Regions from separate parts of the Sus scrofa genome. Here all the other regions are linked to region 1. A link is a contact called in public Hi-C and promoter capture Hi-C data. All regions are on one chromosome and are shown on one strand. The core of a region is the stretch at or near the end of the contact, and the rest is flanking DNA. Distances in the headings are between cores, read along the strand shown.

Region 1 (4,652 bases), core at 1,598-4,097:
TCAAACAGAGCAAGTGTCAAGGCAGGGGCTCGGCTCTGCCCTTTTCACATTTCTCACAGCACAGGCCACATTTGAAATACAGTGCAAACTTGAGCCCAACAATAGCAGAAATGGTGCCCAGGATGGGGCCCACCCAAGAGGAAAGAAAACCAAAATCATACCATATAGTGACATTAACTTTCAGAAACAAAGATATTTAAAATTACTAAGTGACCCTCATGGGGTCTATACACTTACCAGACCTTAAGAAAGCTGATGGAGAAGAGACGACTGCATCAGGTGAGTTGGCCATTTCAAATTGTTGACTCTAATCATAAGCGTCGCAGGCTAAACTATAGCAATTTTCAAAACTGTTTAGTGAAGGTTAGAAGCAATCAGCGTTAGATTAATTGAAAGCAGTGTGAGCAGTAATTAACACGATGCAGTGTGCAACACAGGCAATAATTGAGGTTCATTATAATTTTATTTTCTCTTTTATGACTTGAAATTTGATTTTCTTTGCTTTGATAAATTACATTTGCTTATATGGATGAGGCAGGAAATATATAACAGCCACTTATTAAACATTACCTAAGACTTGTATCATCTAGTGAGCAGTAAAGTGATTATGCTACTATGTAACAATGCTCAGAACTTTGCAGTGGCCCCTCTATATCAGGGTTAGGTTAATCCAAGTTTCAAACAAAACTCAGTCTATACATTCCTCTAAAAGTAACAAACAGAATCAAGGTGATTGCTTTTAATGACACAGGAAGTAGATTCACTCAAAAAACTTTCCTTCACAATTATCAGAAGAATCTGAAACCTCAACTAATTTGGAGGGATGACTACAAATGGTATCTCTTTTACGGTTACAATAGAGACATAAACCAACAGCCAACATTTATACAAGGTACGCAACTACTTTGTACATGAAACTGGTTTTAAGTGGCTGCATTCAACAACAGTAAAATAAAATTTGAAGTTTTCCTCAGTAAAGAAAGAGAAGGTAGGTTTTCAAAGCTTACTGTTATGACATGCAGTTCTGAGGAAATTAAAAGACTGGAGAAGAAAATAAGCCCTATAGGTTTATTAAAGGAAAAGAGAAATGCTGTAAAATTATACGATGAGGGTAGAGCTCAGTTTCCTGTAAGAAAAGTCCAGTTACTCTTTGACCAGATATTATCAACCCAATAACACTTTTTGTAGCTTAGAAAGACTCATTGTTAGTGGTCAACTCAATACTTTAATATGACATGAAAAGCCTGAGAAAAATGTGAAACAAAAATAAATGTGACTATATGGAATGGTTGGCCAACAGGGACCTGCTATATAGCACCGGGAACTCTATCCAATATTCTGTGATAGTCTATATGGGAAAAGACTGAAAAAGAATGGATGTGTGTACATGTACAACTGAGTCGCTTTGTTGTGCAACAGAAATTATCACAACATTGTAAATCAACTATACTTAAAAACATTAAAAAATGAAAAAAAAAAATGTGACTATTCCCAGTAACTGTACTGACCCTAAAATGTATTAAGGACTCATTTTTGAAAAATTCGTATTTTAGTGGTAGTTTTCCTTGAACCCTAAGTAAATAAGAGCAGAAATTTTTTTAAGGTTTAAAAAAACAGAATGAAATAAGCAACAAAGATTGGGTGCATTTCTCCTGTCAGGTTTATGAAATTAGATACTTTCGTCAAAACAACAATAACGACAACAGCGTGTTCAACAGATAATTAAGAATTCTCTTAATACCAATGAAAATGCAAAGTTTTCCTAGAGCTATGCTTTTCATTGTTCTTAGATGATCAACTTTGACATTAGCATCTCCCAGCACTAACTTACATAGTAACATCAATCCCTTAAAAGGGAAGATTCTTAGTTGAAGTTTTGTTAGTCCACCATGTTTCCTGTTTATAGGGATACTTTTAGCTCAAGATTACATCTAGCCAACCAGGAATAAGGGAAGTTTCAACCCTGGCTCTTAGACTGAGTTATCAGCCACAAGTGCTAACTTCGAGGTTGTGACTCTGCAATTTGAACAAGTCAGCTCAGGACACTTGAACAGTTATAACTGCTTGCACAGCGTGTTCTGACCTAGGTGGCCTCGCATTTAGGAGCCACAACTGGGAACTATGCGTCCTGCGGCCACTTGCCCAGGGAAGAGGTCTACTTCCTTCTGAGACTTAGCTATGCTCAACCTGACCCACTTCAAGGCCTGAGGCCCTGCCCCCCTCGATTTCTTCCACAAAGATAACTGGCTAGAGATCAGAACTTGTAATATGAAATGGACATATGAAATAAGGCAAAGAGTAGCCGCCGGTTTTCCAGGACGCGATTATAGCCGTATCTAAGAATGAAGCTAGCTGACTTGCAGGGAAGAACACACGCAGGGAGGACACTCTCAGGAATGTGGCGGCCTCCTGATTTCTAAGTAAGAAGACTCCAGGCAAAGTCAGCACAACACCTACTTTTCCAGTGGGAATACACACGCAATAAAGTTGGGGAAGCATAATGGGGTAAGGTGTGCCCACCACCTAATTTCTAGACCTGGGGGAAGACATCAAGAGGAAGGCAGGGACGACTGCCTGTCCTAAGGGGAAGTATTCGGGCACAGGTTCATTCCAGGACCCCTACGTGCCTCCCGCCCAAGGCGCTCGAGGGGGAGCACCACCTACGGTGCGCGTGAAGGGGTGGCGCCCCAGACAGCCAAACCTGAGCGCTTGGTCCGGGCCCTTCGCTCCAAGACCTTCCAGCTCACTTCGGGCCTGAGCCCCGCCATCGCGATCGGGCCGCTGCTTTGGCCGCCGCCCCCAGGGCCGCTTGTCAGCTCCGCCCGGCCGGCCCCGCCCCCCCGCGCGACACTGTCGGGAGGCGCGCCGGCCGGAAGTGAGCGCGAGGACGAGCTTCGCCCTGGCTCCGCGGCGTCCCGAGCGTCAGAGGGGCAGCCCTAGGGGAGAGTGCGATGGTAGCCGGCCGCAGCCGTACGGACGTCCGGGCTGCGCTGTTTGTCTCTCGGCCGGCAGCACGGTGCTTTCCGGCTGCCGTCAAGCGCGGCAGTGGGCTGGAGGGCGGGGGCCGAGGGGCTGCCATGGCGGCGGCGGGCCGGCTGCCGGGCTCCTGGGTGCTGCTGGCGCCGCTGCTTGGGGGGCTCGCGCTGCTGGGAGTCGGGCCAGTCCCCGCGCGGGCGCTGCACAACGTCACGGCCGAGCTCTTTGGAGCCGAGGCCTGGGGCACCGTGGCGGCCTTCGGAGACCTCAACTCTGACAAGCAGACGGACCTCTTCGTGCTGCGGGAAAGTCAGTGCTTGCCCGGCCCTCCCTCTGTCCGCGTACTCCTCCTGGTGTTCCCCACACCCCTTGCCCGGATGGCCAGTCCTCCTGCATTTCCCGGACCTTCTCTCCCAGCCCTCTCTGACTTTATTTCCAGCATCGTTGATAGCTTGCGGGTTTTCTACATCTTATTCAAACCCAGATCCCGACCCTAACACTCCACAGTTTGATCCACTCCCACCAGCCTTAGAAACACGGCAGTCTTGTTTTGTTTTCTTTCCCTGATAGGACCCAGCCTTCACTCGTCCATCCGCGTTTTCCTTACGGAATCACCTGCCTTCCAAAGGCCTTCCTGATTCCCAGCAATCTTTGTAGCTTGCCTCTAAGTTCCTTCCCAAGGCCCCGTCATTCCTATCTGCTTTACTTCCTCCAGCCTCCCTTCCCCTTTGATCAGCTGCAGAAGGTGCAACTTGACAGTTTCCTCCAATAGAGGACTCCTCCTTGCCCCCTAATAAATCCAGTGTCTTATTGGAAAAGGATTTTTAAACTGCAGGGTTCTCCCTTTTGTGTGCATAAGATTTCCTTGCTTTGGCCACCACCCTAGACTCCAAATCTCTTCTTTCTTCAGCTCGAGGTTCATGGGAGTTCTTTAACATCACTAAACAAACTTTTGTAAATCTTGATGCTTAGGGCATTAGAGGCTGTGAAAGAAGGCAGTGAAGCCCTTATACAGAGTTTGATGGGGTGTCGGCCCAAATCTTTGGGGGCCCTTGCCAGGGCCCCAGAGCCTCTTGTGGACCCTGAATGTTTTCCATATCTTTGTATAGCTCCATGTACTGCAAGAAGAGTGCCTTCCGCCTAACCTTTAGCTATTCCATCCTAACTGCATACGGGGACTCTCCCCTTTAAATATGCCCTGTGTTTTGAATAAACTGTCTCGAAAGTCTGATCCAATGAGTGCACTTTGAGCTCCAAAAATGCATCAACCTGGGGGATGGTTCTACAGGAGACACAAAAAAACAGTCTTTGATTCAAGTTTTTCTGCTTAAATACAAAGTCACTTCCTCGTTACTACTCAGATACCTACATACGATAGGAGGTCTTATGTCCTTGATGTGATGCATCCATATGATGAAGTAAATACCCTTGTAAGGAGGCTGAGGTGTTGGGTTTGAGGAAGGCAAGACTTAATACATAGTATAGTTATAATGCATATTCTTTGTATGCTTCTTTTAAGTCAATCGGTATGACTCTGGCAGAAGCCATTGGCTTCAATTTGTCTTGACCAACTATATTTTTCCATGTTTATCCTTCTAATTTCTCTGCTGCTTTGAATACTGAATTCTTAAAAGCTGTTAGGAATCTCCATTCCAGCAGTCTAATAGGACCAGCCT
Region 2 (4,652 bases), core at 968-3,467, 750 kb after region 1:
TCAAAAATAATACATGGGTTTTAAAGTATGTGCTTTAGGAGGATGATGCCAGTGGCAGTGTAGAAGATGGCTTTGCGTAAAGAGGTGCTCGGGGAAACTAGATAGTAAAGAGTAAAGAGCACATGACAAAAACTAGTTTTTCCCAAACTTGACAAAATGATTCTAAAGTTCATCTAGAATAACATATGTGACTAGCCAAGAAAATTCTAAAACACAAGTTTTGATGGGATCTAGTCAAACCAAAAATTACAAAGTATGGTTAAACTTCAGTGTTGCACTAGAGCATTCAGACATGCAGTGGGACCTACTTACCCTGTCCAAGGGGCACTTCATGCAGGAAGCTGCAAGGTCCAGGCACATGACTGCATTGCTGGTTTCTGTGGTATGTGCAGACAGGCCAATACACTTCACGTGGGACAGTCGCAAGTACTCCTCTGCTTTCCTGAGCAACATTTTTTTTATTTTTTAGGGCCGCACCTGTGGCCTATGGAAGAACTTCTGAAGTTCTTTTGGCTAGGGGCCAAACCCAAATTGCAGCTGCTGGCCCACACCACAGCCACAGCAGCATGGGATCCAAATCTGTGACCTACACCACTGCAACGCTGCATCCTTAACCCACTGAGTGAGGCCAGGGATTGAACCTGCGTCCTTATGGGTACTAGTTGGATTCGTAACCCGCTGAGCCACAACAGAACTGCCTCCTGAGCAACATATTCACTAAAATTCTTATCTAGAAGTTTGGCCCTGCACTTTGGTAAACAATTAATTCAGCCTGGTGACTTCGCTGTGAGCCTAAGTCCTGTGCGAGTTTATTTGGGGCTGGGAAAGAAAGTCCTATCCTTTAGGGGAGGACAGGATTCTATAAGACAGAACAAGCTCTCTGACTACAGACACGACTGTGCTGAAGTTCTTTCAGGTAAAAGTTCTTGAAATCCTCCAAAAAACAACACTTCTCTCAGCCTTCCGTTTCTGGAAAAAGCATGAATTGTTACAGAGACAGGCAGGTGAGGCCAGGGTTCTGCCTTCCTCTGAATCAGTAGTTCTCAAACTTTAGTGTACAAGTCAGCCACCCTGGGGCTTATGAAAACACACTGCTGGATCCCAGACCCAGAGTTTCTGATCAGTAGGCCTGGGGAGGGGGGGGTTGGGGAGAGGCAAGCGTCAAGAAGATACTGATGCTGCTGGTCCAAGGACCACACTTTGAGAACCACTGTGCTAAATGATTACGAGTCCAGGAGGTCATACTTTTAATCTTTTAATAAGTCCTCCTTCCCTTTCCTCACCTAACTGACAGCCCAGGAACTAGGCCTAGTCGGGCCCTTCAGTTTAGCTACCATACTTTATTTCCAACTCCGGATCACGCTAAAATCCTTCCCACCCGAGGACTTTAGCACAGGTTGCTGCCTCTGCCGGCCTCTCCCCACATCTTCCCGGGGCCGGCACCTTCTATCATTCGGGTCTGGGTCTCAGCGCAAATGACATCCCTCCGTGGCTTTCCCGCAAGTTTTCCGCCCCACCGCCAGCTTCGTTTTCGGCGTTGTCGTTGCCAATAAAGACACAGCCCTCCATGGGTTCTGTATCCAGTCTACCTGCCTCAACGCCGTCAACAGACCCTCCGTAAGTTTGCGTAACGACCCAAGTTCTCCGCTTCTCTCCTTTTCCCCACTGTGCAGCCCCCAGATCCAGGACGTCTACACTCGCGCCCTTCCGGCCACCTCCACTGCCGGGAGGCTTTTCTTGAAGTAGGGCCTAAATCCCGCCTTCGCGCGAGAAAGGCCGGGGCCTGGTCCGAGGAGAGCGCAGGGCCTCTAGGGCGTGCGCGGCTGGACTCACCTCAGCACCTCCGGCTCGGCAATGCCCAGGCGCGGGGCTAAGCGCCGGATAAGACCAGAGTCCATGGCGCCAACAAGAACCACTCCCGCAAACAGCTGCGACACTACGAAACCCGCGCGCAGACACCGCGCCCGCCTGTGGGGGCCGGGCCCTAGCGCCCCGCTGCATCTGGATTGGTCCAGAAGAACAGTTAAGGCCGCCTCGCACGCCAATCCTGGTATTTCTTCTGCGCATGCGCGCTGCGAGTGCACGCTCCAAGGCAGAAAGTGAATGAGGTCGGGCGGCTCCCACTTCTTCCATTCCTCCCTTCTTGACAGACTCAAACCCTGCCTTTCACTCTTGCTGTCTCCTTCCCGCAGGAGAGATTCCCCGCTACTCTGCACTGCCCCGCCCGCCACACACTGTGGAGAGACTGGCTGGAACCTAAGTCCATCAGTCTAGCGTAAAGTGACAAGGGCCAATAAATACGCGAAACTCGAGGTTCCTAGAAGCCGGCCAATAGAGGAGCCGCCTGTAGGGTTCGAAGGCGGAGCTGGAGGGGGCGGGGCTTGGAGGGGCCGCAGAGTCACCTGACCGCGGGAGGCTCCGCGCGGGGTGGGTGCTGCTTGCTGCAGGCTCAGGGGAGTCGCCATGGTGAGTGCTGAGGGGCAGCGGGCCCGGGGCCAACCCTTTTCCCAGCCCCTGCTCGCTCCCACCACCCTGGAGCCCTGCGAGCTCAGTCGGGGCCCCGCGGCCTGATCGGGGCTAATACCAGCCTGGCTTGGCCTGTGGGATAGGGGACAGCCCGGGGAAGGCCGCAGACGGGTTGATCCGGGCCCGGGTGGGTGGGTGCGGCGCCTGGCCGCTGCCGTTGCTCTTTGAGGGGCTGTCTCAGCTCCTTGCCTGTGGGGGTCCCGGAAGGCCACCGCCCCGCCTTGAGGGGATCCCGAATACCGGGTCTGGAAGTCTGGGTGGAACGGGGGCGTGCGGAGGGCCTGAGGCTCAAAGGTGGGGTTGGGACCCGCCCAAAGGCTGCTTCCTTGCTGGCGTTTCCACCTTTGTGCCTGGTAGTGCTTTCTTGTCCCTTTCGTGTGCAAGGAATACCTTCCGGAGGGGCCATGATGGTGCCCTGGCCTTTCTCGGCCTCATAGCCCCCTGCAGTGTATGTTAGCGAATTCTAGGGACTCGCTTACGTGAATTTCCTGGAAGGACTCATGCTATCTGATATGCTTTCATTCTGAGAGACGGAAAGGAGACTGTTGTTTCCTTTAACATTTGTTCATTGGGCGCTCTGGCTCTCTTTCTGAGTTCCCCATTGATGAAATCCAAGTATTTTACTTACTGGAAGTGGGCATTCTCCTTAGCGCCTCTCCGTGATGGCATCAAGTCTGGCTTTTGGCCCGTGAGCTTGAACTTCCTCAAAATGTGAATCTTTGTGTCTAGTTTCCACAAAGGCAAGTTGTCACTTGCATTTTATTAACGCTTGACATAGTCTGCACCATGTAAGTAATGTTTTTGGATGTTGGTGTACAGTATGTCAGGTTTAATTATCTCACTATTCACTTTATATAGTCAGGCTTCTGGAAACCTGTAAGCCTGGAGACAGGCTTCACTTTAAATGTGTCAATTCCAAAAAGCAGTATTAAATGTTTGACATATATTACTTTCATATAATTTGATGTCATACAAAGTGATTTTGCTTATTTCTCAGAATTTTTAGTTGGGAATTGATATAGGAATGCTGCAAAAATTAAATTAGGACAAATGTTTGTTTCTCAACACTCAATCTACGACATTTATAGGGTTTCATAATCAGAGTATTTAACTGATGTTCTACTATAGGTCTTGGTTATGTGTTGGATGAACCAATTTGAAGCAATGAGCCAGACACAGAGTTCTGTCCTCATGAATTTTATGGGCAACAAAAACTTGAGGAGCAGACTCGTCATAGCCACTGTCTTTGTGACTTGGGCAAGTCACTCGATCTTCTTTGAGTCTCACTTTTATATCTGAAAACAAATGTTGGCCTCTTGGGCCTTTCCCAATCCTAAAATTTTAGGATCCAGTTCAATTCCTCATTCATCTTATATGCTTTCCAGGCTGGGCACTGGAAACTAACCCTTGCTTTCAAAGAACTTAAGAGTCTAGCAGGGAAGACATGCTTGTGGAATTTAATGTAATACAGTCATTACTAGCCCTGTCATCTTAGTGTTGTGAGGGCAAGGAGGAAGAGAGTTCTACCTGGGGAGCTCATCTTCTGAGACCCTGAAGAAGGTGAGCAGAAATTCTCCAGGTGGAGAAGAAAGTGTATTGCCAGTAGGGCAAGCTGGAGAAGTGAATGCTCATGGTGTATTCCTGGGGAAACTTACTGGTAAATGGAATTGGAGACACTTGAGTATTAAAATTATGTTTGGATGTTCTCATCCCTTCATCATCCTTAGTTCTCCCTAGCAATAGTTCAATTGCTATTTTGGTGCCTTATTTTAAAAATAATACTTTCATTAACATAATGAAATTCTGTACTTTAGTGAGACTATTTTCATTTTACAGTTGATTTGCATTGCGTTGTTAGATTACATCTACAGCATATAGCGGAGGGATTGATGAACAAAAAAGTTTCTAGGATGGGTGGGGATAATTGCTGGTATCTAAGGGGAATATAATAATAATGGTAACACTTATGGGAAGTTCTTATTACCAAGTGCTAAGCACTTCTGGGGCTTTGTTTGTGTCATTTCATTTATTACTCATAACAGTGATAGAAGTGCTCATATTATTCCTATATGATACAAGAGGAAAGGAAAGCACATTGAATGGAGAATCGTTTTTGACCTTTGTTT
Region 3 (4,652 bases), core at 776-3,275, 730 kb before region 1:
CCCAAAAAATGACAAAAGCCAAAAAAAAAAAAAAAAAAAAAAGGTATTTGATCACAAGATTTTGACAAAAATAAGACATTCCTAACCCTTTCCAAATTCACTCAGAGGTAGGCACGCCTCATTTTTCAAAAGGATAACTGCAGGTGTGTGTGGGGGTGTTCTAAATTGAAAATATCTCAAGAGATAAGGAGAGGGGGCAGGGGGCTTGGAAAGCAAGTTTGAAGATAATAGCAGAGGGCAATACTATGTATCAGCACTCTCCAAAAGAAACATAATGTGATGCAGGTATGTAATTTCAGTAGCCACATTAGAAAGTAAGAAGAAACAGATGACATGCTAATATTTTACTTAGCCCCAGATATCCAAAATATTACCATACCAACTTTTTGTTGTTGTTATGGCCACAGCCATGGCATATGGAAGTTCCCAAGCCAGGAACTGAATCTGACTTCACCTGTGACCTATGCCACAACTGTGGCAATAAAGGACACTTTTACTCCACTGCCCCAGGCAGGGAATCAAAGGGCACCTCTGAAGCAACCCCAGGAGCCACCGCAATCTGACTCTTAACCCACTGCACTACCACAGGAACTCCACCATTCCAACATTTAATCTTTACGTATTTATTAATCAATAAAACATTTTTCATACCAAATATTCAAAACCTAGCGTGCACTGTATACCTATAGCACACTGAAGGTGATCAACCACCCTGGCTTGTCTGGGACTAAGGGGTTTCCTGGGACATAGGACTTTCAGTGATAAAACCGGGACTGTTCGTGGCGAATCACAGCAAGTGACCACACTCTAACATCTCGATTTGGACAAGCAACATTCCAAGCCCTCTATAACCCCAGGTGGCTAGTGGCTACAATCCTGGACAGTGCTACCATTTATCCAGCGTGGCACAAAGCAGACCACATACATTATTTCATCTAATCTTCATAACACACCTGAGAGACGACGCTGTTCGTTTCCAAGTTACAGAAGAAAGAAAGCAGCACAGGGTCAGCCTGACACTCAATTAGGACCATAGTGTAAGAGATCTCGTGATAAGCTTGGGGCCTAAGAAATGAAATGTTATGAGATGAGAAGACAGGAAAGTTCCAGAAAGGGAGACAAGGGAAAACGTGAACAGGTAAGGTCCTTTAGGAAGGAAAACAAGCAAGCACGAAGGGGAAAAGGGGGGCGGGGGGTTGGAAGAAAGCTATCCCCAATTAAGGAAGAAATGGTGCAACTTAGGATGAAGCAGGGAAAAGACAAAACGCGTGAGCCTGCAAGGATTTCAGTTTAAGAGGACCAAAAAAGGGGTTGGGGGGCAAGGAGAGAAGAGGATAGGGAAAGGAAAAGAAAGTGGGTGGCCCCGGAAAGTGAAGAGCATCGGCCTAGGAGCCTGAAGACCCAGGGGGCGGGGAGGGAAATTCGCATTAGATTGTCAGCAGCTAATTGTGCAGTTTTTACGACTCCATGAGTGAGCTCATTTAACAGTTACGAGACATTCCTCTGTCATCCCCGTCTGGCATGTGAGACATCTGAAGAGGCCGAACCCCGCCGCGGGGCCGCCCGGAGCCCCGCGCCCCGAGGCCGGGCAGGGGTCTCCGGGAGGAGGCCGCGCAGCCGCCGCCGGGCCGCCCGGCCTACCTGTGCAGCGGCGGCAGGTCCTGCGCGTCGCTGGCCGGGTCGGGTGTGTTGGGAATGACGCCCAGGATGGTGCTCTGCAGCGATGTGCCCTTGAGCAGCCGGCTCCGCACCAGCTGCAGGTTGCGGGGCGAGTCCACGCTGGTGCGCATGGTGGAGCCGGGCAGCAGCACGCCCTCATGCGTGAGCAGCAGCGGGAGGCGGCTGGGGATCTGGATGGGGTTCACCAACGACATGGCGACTGCCCTCCACGCTGAGGAGCGGCTTCAGGAGAAAGACGCGGTGCCCCGCGCGGCCTATCCGGCGGCAACAGCAGCTCTAGCCCCCCGGCACGCCGCCGCTTCCGGCCCGCGCTCTCGCCCGCCCCCAGGCTCAGCCACCGCCAAGCACCGCCTCTTCCCGGGCGCCGAACACTTTCGAAGAGAGGCGCGCGAGGTATTCCGGAGGGTCCCGTGTCGCTGAGCCCGCTTCGGTCTCAGAGCTGAGTTGTGTGGCCAAGGGTGCTCTCATGTAAATTATGTCCACTTGAAATGTTTGTGCCTTTCTTTTTAAATTGACTTTAGGTGTACAAAAACGTTGCAAAAATATAGTAGAAGTACGGTAAATGTACCTTTCACCCAGCTTACCCTGTAATCGTTTTACACAATCACAGTTCAGTCGTAAAAGCCAGGAATTAACATGTCTAATCTATAGGCATCCACAAATTTGCCAGTTTTCTCACTAATGTCGTTTTTTTTCTCGTCCAGGATCCCGCTTTTCATTTATTTGTGATGTCTCCTCACTCTTTTTTTCTTTTTTCTTTCAAAGCTTTGGTACTTTCAAAGAGGTTTTTTGTTTGTTTGTTTTTGTTTGTTTTGGTCTTTTGTCTTTTCTAGGGCCACACCCGTGGTACATGGAGGTTCCCAGGCTGGGGGGTCTAATCAGAGCTGTTGTCGATGGCCTACACCACAGCCACAGCAAAACGCCAGTTGCCAGCCAAGTTTGGGACCTGCACCACAGTTCAGGCAATGCCAGATCCTTAACCTGCTGAGTGAGGTCAGGGATCAAACCAGAAACCTCAAGGTTCCTAGGTTCCTAGTCGGATTCGTTTCCGCTGTGCCACGACAGGAACACAGAGTTTTGGTCTCTTTTTTTTGTAGAGTGCTTCTCAGTTTGGGTCTATCTGATATTTTCCCAACATCAGTGTTATATATTTTTAGTAGCAAAACCACAGATGTGATGTGACCTGAGGGATATATGATGGCGAAATGTCTTACTAGGGGTGATTTTGACCGTGGTTACTTAGTGAAGGTGGCATCTGCCTGCTTTCTCCACTTTAAGTTACTATTTTCTCGTTCTAAGTAAAGTATCTGTAGGGAGTTAATTCTACATGTATTAGTTGGAATTCTTTATGAAAAAGCTACTCTTTCTCCCTAACTTATTTACTTATTCCATTTTTTTTTCTTTTTTTTTCAGTTTTTTTTTTCCTTTTTTTAATTTTTTTTTTTTTTTTTTTTTTTTTTTTTTTTTGGTCTTTCTGCTATTTCTTGGGCCGCTCCCACGGCATATGGAGGTTCCCAGGCTAGGGGTCCAATCGGAGCTGTAGCCACCAGCCTACGCCAGAGCCACAGCAACGCGGGATCCGAGCCGCATCTGCAACCTACACCACAGCTCACGGCAACGCTGGATCGTCAACCCACTGAGCAAGGGCAGGGACTGAACCCGCAACCTCATGGTTCCTAGTCGGATTCATTAACCACTGCACCACTACAGGAACTCCTCCATTATTTTTATGTTAGTGTGAACTCATGGATATTTAGATAATTATGGATTATAATGCAATACTGTCATGTGTTTCCTGCTTGAGTTTTTTTGGGTTTGACCATTGGGAGCTCCTTCCTGTTGGGATTTGGCTAGGTTAGAGAGGGAAAGTTTTCCCCAAATATGAAGTCCGGCTATGCGCTCAGAATCTAGGAAGAAACTTCCAGTCTAGTCAAGTCAACAAGCATTGGTGGAGGGCCTGCTGACTGTGGAGGGCAGAGAAGTAGCAGAAGGCAAGGTCCTACCCAGAAGCACTTCTTGGCCAGGGGCACAGACCCATAAACAGCCAGGTCTGATAGAGCACAGATGGAACTGTTTGTTTCTATATGCTCAGGTAAGGGAAAGAGAAAGCAGGTATCCTGGCCACTGTGCTGGAGACAGAAGGGCAGAAACTCGAGTCTCCTGCCTAAAGATCTGACATGCTCCCAGCTTCTATTCATGCAGTAAACAAGTCTCTCCCTCTCTTTTTTTTCTTTATTTTTCTTTTTAGGGCCACACTTGTGGCATATGGAAGTTCCCAGGCTAGGGGTTGAATCAGGAGGTGTAGCCACCGGCCTACACCACAGCCACAGCAGTGCCAGGTCCCAGCCGAGTCTGCAACCTACACCACAGCTTACAGCAATGCCGGATCCTTTAACCCACTGAGCGAGGCCAGGGATTGAACCTGTGTCCTCATGGATGTTAGATTCATTTCTGCTGAGTCACAAAGGGAACTCCAAAAAAATGCCTTCATATACGGGATATTATGTTAGGTGCTGGAAATACATCGGTGAACACAGCAGATGAGGTTCCTGCTTTAATGGAGCTGACATTCTAGGGGGAAGAAACAAACAGTAAGCAAGGAAAATCCTTTGGGATGATGATTCGTCCTTTAGATGGTTGGAGGGTGCTCTGTTCCAATGACTGAAAGCCTTTGTGGCTGGAATGAGTTTAGAATGTTTGAGGAGCCTGTTCCTGGAATTTACTGAGATGGGCCCTGTTGAGGGAAGCAAGGAGGGAAGCCGGTAGGGTGGGGTTGGAAAAGGCTCTCCAAGGAGTGAGCAGTGGGGGTAAGGCATCTGCTAAGAAGTTTGGGTCTTACTCTAAGCCTGGTGCAAGCCATAGGTGAGTTCCAATTGTGGAATAGTTTTTCAAGCTTATGTTTTCAAAAGGCCACCTTGGGAGTTCCCATTGTGGCTCAGTGGTAATGAACCCGACTAGTATCCATGAGGACG
Region 4 (4,652 bases), core at 820-3,319, 590 kb after region 1:
GGTTCCCCATTCATACCCACACCATTTCTAAGGAAAAGTGAAGTACTACCTTCCTCTGCTACTTCTATCCCTCCATGCCTTTGAGAGTCATCCTGGGAACGTCCATGGCCACACCTCTCCCCCAGAAAAACAGCTTCTCAAATTTTGCTTAATATTATGGGCTTAATGGATTTTTAAATTTTTTATTTATTATTATTATTTATTTATTTTTATGGCTGCATAGGGAAGTTCCTGGGCCAGGGATTGAATCCAAGCTGCAGCTACAACCTACACCAGAGCTGCAGTGACACCAGATCCTTTAACTTACCGTGCCAACGGGTATTGAGTCCCAGCCTCTGCAGCAACCCAAGCCAAGTTGGATTTTTAACCCACTGTAAGAACTCCTGGCCTTCATATTTTTAAAATCCCACTCATTTTTTTCTTTATTGTCCATCCTCTCCCCTGTGCCTTAGGTCCAATACTAGGTCTAATACCTGAGGCATTTTGCTGGCCTAATCTTTATTAACATCTAATATAATCCATTATTTCCCATCTTAAAACCCTTACTGCCCCATTGGCTTCATCCTGAGTTATGATAGCAAACTCCTTCCCATGGCAGCAAAGACCTTGCTGCATAGCTAGACATGGCCCACCTTTCCGGCCTTAGCTTTTTGCCCTGTGCTCAGTGTACACACAACACCAAAATGCTGAACTCTCTCCCTTTGCTTACACTGTCCCATCTGCCTGATAGGTTCTCACCTTTGGTTGGGCAACTCCACCTGACATACTTAGGGATTTGGTTTTGGAGATAACTTCTAGAAAGCCTTCTGGGACCACCAACTCCCCCAACAGTGGGTCAGGGCACTTCCGAAGTGAGCTGTGTACAAATCCTTCTCCCTTTTGTGAGGGAAAAGGTCATACTAGGTTGACCTAGTGGAAAATTCAAATAATGCAATAGGATACGGAATATGTCTTCCTCCTCTCCCTGCCCTCCAGTTCCTTTATATGCAATATTACCATATTATTTTTGCACAATTTTAAACAAGATGTTCTATACTTTGCTTTTTCAATTAACACTATTTTGGAGATCATTATATCACTTCATGTAGAACTATCTTATTCTTTTGAAGAGCTGCCATGATACTCTCTTGTATTCATACCTTAATTTGCCCAAGTAATTCGCTGACTGACACCCGGGCTGCTTCTGATTTTTCTCTGACAAGCAATGCTGCAAAGTGAAATATCTTTGCACAAATGCATCTGGACACAGGTGGAGAATATCTTTTTTTAAAATTCTTAGGAGTGGGATTGCAAGATCAAAGGTGAGGTGGATTTTAAATTTTGATACAACACTCTAAATAGTCTACCGATATACTCTTTCCAGCAACAACCCAATGCCCCTGTATTCTAATGTTAGGCCGTCTACACCTCCAAGTTGCGTGGTTTTTTTTTTGTTTTTTTGTTTTTTTTTTTCCCCCTTGGCTTTTTCAGGGCCTCTCTTGAGGCACATGGACGTTTCCAGGCTAGGGGTCCAATCGGAGCTGTAGCCACTGGTCTACACCACAGCCACAGCAATGCCAGATCTGAGCTGCATCTGCAACCTACACCACAGCTCACGGCAACGCCCAATCCTTAATCCACTGAGCAAGGCCAGGGATCGAACCTGTGTCCTCATGGATATTAGTCGTTTCTGCTGAGCCATGACGGGAACTCCTAGATTGCGTGTTTGTGTTTGAGGGCAGGCATCTCCTATTCACATTTGTTTGGCAGAACTGGCCTTCAATAGCTATTTGACTTAACTTTGATACCTCGCAGCGCGAGCCCAAGGCTGGCATACAGTAGACTCATCAGATGTCTATTACGATCCCTCAATGATTAGACCTACTGAAGCTTATCAAATGCCCATCTGTGCTAAGAGCTTAACCTTCTACCTGCTCTTCACTCTCACGTGCTCCTTTCTCGGGGGAGGGGGCGTGCTCAGCACCACGACAACTCCTACTTGGACAGTCGTTGGTCGAGCCCAACGCCCGTTACGACCGAGCCCCGCCCAAACCACGCCCCCACGCCGGCCGTCGGGCCGAGAGAGGGCGTGTCCATTGTCCCGCCGGACGATCCAGACAGTCTCCTCTCGTGAGAATCTGAGGATCCGGACGCACTCAGGGACCCGAGCGGTGTGGGTGGGCGCTTGTTCCGTGGTCACCCGGAGCCGGCGCACGCCGCGCCCCGCCCCCTCTACACGCAGGCTCCGTGCGAGTGCACGCACGCGCCCGCGCGCGCACCCGCTATAGCCTCGGTCTGGCCTGCGGGGACCCGGCGCGCGGAGGCCGGGCCACTGAGGTACGAGGGGCGGAGCCCGAGCCGCCGCCGCTGCAGCCACCGCCACCGCCGCCGCCGTCGCCACCGCCGCTGCCGCCAGAAGGAGCATGTCTGCAACTCGAGCCAAGAAAGTGAAGATGGCCACCAAATCATGCCCGGAATGCGACCAACAGGTGGGCTCCGGGGGCCGGCCATGAGGGCCAGCGGGGCGAGTGCGTGCGGGCGGGCTGCGGTTGTCGGCGGCCGTTGGCTGTGGAGAGGCCGCTTGGCCGGGGTCCCGGCGGCAGAGCGAGTGGGTCGGTCCTTGGGCTCGGTGGCCACGGTGGGAGTCCGGAACCGGCCGGGCCGAGCAGAGGGGTTGCTGGGGAAACGTCCGCGGCCGCATCCCGGCCGGTGCCCACCTGGCGGCGGTCAGACGGGGCGAGGGTCTTGCTCTGTAGTCGGGCCACGCGAGGGGGGCGTGGGTTTGTCGTGAGCTGACGGGGCGCCCTGTCCGGACTCTCCCTGAGTCGCCAGGCCGGCTCCGGTGACAGCGGCAGGAGTGAGGGGTCAGTGGCCCAAGTGGGCGGAGCACAGCCCCTTCAGCCCCCTGCTGCCCCGACGAGAATACCCGATGTGCCCCCCGACTCGGAGTCCGGGCTCCTGGCTCCGAAATCCCCCTCCTGCCACGCAGTGTTGCTTTGTTCCCCTTTCATTTATATACCCTGGACCCCGCAAAACTCCCCACCGCGACCAGGGCTCATGCTTGAATGTGACAAAGGGGTTGCAATGTAATAGTTTTTAAGTTTTGGCTTAGCTATATTTATTATATTTTTGACGCGAATAATTGTGGTTCTTTTCTATACGTTGTTTTAAATGGAACGTTATTGAATAACGCCCCTTTGAAGCCCTTCCTTTTGGGGAGCTCCTCACTTCCCCCCATCTGCCGCGGTAGTCACTGTTAAAAAAATTGGCATTTCTGCTTCCAGATCTCCTAAAAAACATGTAGGTGGTTTTATGAATTTTAAATGACTGCTTTCTACACCATTTTTTAATGGTGTCATAGTTGTAATTATTAAAAATCTCGTTTTAGTGTTTTAGTTTAAGCGTGCCTCATTTTTTTTTTAGCGGAATAATACACCTTCTTCTAAACGTTACAAACTAATGAGTTAAAACTCGGTTAAGAGCATTAGTGCCTTTATTTCATGCCAACATGCTGATCTGGGTGTGTTTTTTTCTTTTCCACTGAAAGAATTTTTTCAAAATGACTACCTCTCTCCTCCCCCTTCCTTTTTCTTTCTTTCTTGCTGCTTTTTTTTTTTTTTTTAAATCAAGAGCAATTTGAAATGGCTGAAGACTTAAAATAAGCTGATTTCAGTGCATTCTTTAAGAAACTAGCTTAAAGGTTGATCAAACATTTTAACAGAAAATGTTGCATGTTTTGTTCAGTATCTCTTATAGGCAGTGGTAGATATGCTGATCAGAGGAAGGCTGTGCAAGGAGAATTACAATTTATTGATCTTATGAGTTTATTGAATATGCAGTATAAAAACAGTTTAGTATGTTTTTCAAAGTAGAGTTAAATTTCGATTCTTACCAATAAACTAAATTTACTAAATTCTGAAAAAAATTGGACTTTTTAAGTCTCCTTGCAGATTATTTCAGTATTTAAATTATTTCCATTTGTTCCAATTAATTGTGCAGAAGTATAAATTTTACATGGTATGCATTATGCATTCCAGTTTCTGTGGGGCACCAGTTTTTACAAATCCTGACCTTGTTGTACTTGGCAAGTAACCTTTTGGGAAAAAAATAACCTGTTTTTAAACAAAATGTGAACAGCGTTTTCTTTGGGAAAAAAATCACATTAGTTTTGTTGTTACACAACCATCTCTCCAGCTGCCATAACAGAATATCATAGATTGGATGGCTCAAACAGCAGTAATTTATTTTCTCACAGTTCTGGAGGCTAGACATCCCAAGATCCTGGGAGAAGGGAGAGCTTTCTGGTATCTTTTTTTTCTAAGGACACTAATCCTGTCATGAGGGCCCCACCCTCATGATCTCATCTAAACCTAATTATCTCCTCTCCAGATACCATCACATTGGGAGTTTGGGGTTCCCATCTGAATTCGTTGCTGGGGTGTGGGGGATGGTGGGAGAGCAGAGGCACAGTTCAGCCCATAGCAAGCTACAACATAATTTAAAGTGTTGGTTTGTGGTGTTCTTTATTTTAAATACTTAAGAGAATATAACATGTATGCGGACTAATTCAGAATTTTAGTGAGAGATTTTTTTTTTTGTCTTTTCGAGTGCTGCACCCGCGGCATATGGAGGTTCCTAGGCTAGGGGTCTAATTGGAGCTGTAGCTGCTGGCC

What was found. Promoter capture Hi-C pulls out the DNA fragments that hold promoters and counts their contacts. Hi-C and Micro-C count contacts between places; a contact is called where the count stands out from the background.
Region 2: a contact with region 1 is called in a promoter capture Hi-C map of liver, with 4 times the contacts expected there. The contact joins the promoter of ORC6 here to the promoter of PHKB in region 1. A contact is called at or near these places in 2 of 5 promoter capture datasets (fetal liver and liver) and 1 of 2 datasets of contacts at active chromatin or transcription factors (alveolar macrophages).
Region 3: a contact with region 1 is called in a Hi-C map of embryonic fibroblasts, with 2.7 times the contacts expected there. The contact joins the promoter of LONP2 here to the promoter of PHKB in region 1. A contact is called at or near these places in 1 of 5 promoter capture datasets (liver), 1 of 47 Hi-C or Micro-C datasets (embryonic fibroblasts) and 1 of 2 datasets of contacts at active chromatin or transcription factors (alveolar macrophages).
Region 4: a contact with region 1 is called in a promoter capture Hi-C map of liver, with 2.8 times the contacts expected there. The contact joins the promoter of LOC100626752 here to the promoter of PHKB in region 1. A contact is called at or near these places in 1 of 5 promoter capture datasets (liver) and 1 of 2 datasets of contacts at active chromatin or transcription factors (alveolar macrophages).

Annotation. Positions count from the first base shown.
Region 1 is chr6:37,190,783-37,195,434 of Sscrofa11.1, forward strand. It overlaps PHKB (phosphorylase b kinase regulatory subunit beta), which reads right to left and starts at 2,848. Exons shown (of 32, transcript XM_021094236.1): 1 at 2,702-2,848; 2 at 238-350. The coding sequence starts at 292. ITFG1 (T-cell immunomodulatory protein) reads left to right here and starts at 2,850. Exons shown (of 18, transcript XM_021094239.1): 1 at 2,850-3,285. The coding sequence starts at 2,952.
Region 2 is chr6:37,941,733-37,946,384 of Sscrofa11.1, forward strand. It overlaps ORC6 (origin recognition complex subunit 6), which reads right to left and starts at 2,218. Exons shown (of 7, transcript XM_021094248.1): 1 at 1,834-2,218; 2 at 313-484. The coding sequence starts at 453. VPS35 (vacuolar protein sorting-associated protein 35) reads left to right here and starts at 2,367. Exons shown (of 17, transcript XM_021094246.1): 1 at 2,367-2,466. The coding sequence starts at 2,464.
Region 3 is chr6:36,464,160-36,468,811 of Sscrofa11.1, forward strand. LONP2 (lon protease homolog 2, peroxisomal) reads right to left here and starts at 2,026. Exons shown (of 15, transcript XM_005664451.3): 1 at 1,642-2,026. The coding sequence starts at 1,874. All of the region lies in intron 1 of ABCC11 (ATP-binding cassette sub-family C member 11), which reads left to right.
Region 4 is chr6:37,782,430-37,787,081 of Sscrofa11.1, forward strand. It overlaps LOC100626752 (UPF0547 protein C16orf87 homolog), which reads left to right and starts at 2,070. Exons shown (of 4, transcript XM_003355829.4): 1 at 2,070-2,468. The coding sequence starts at 2,403.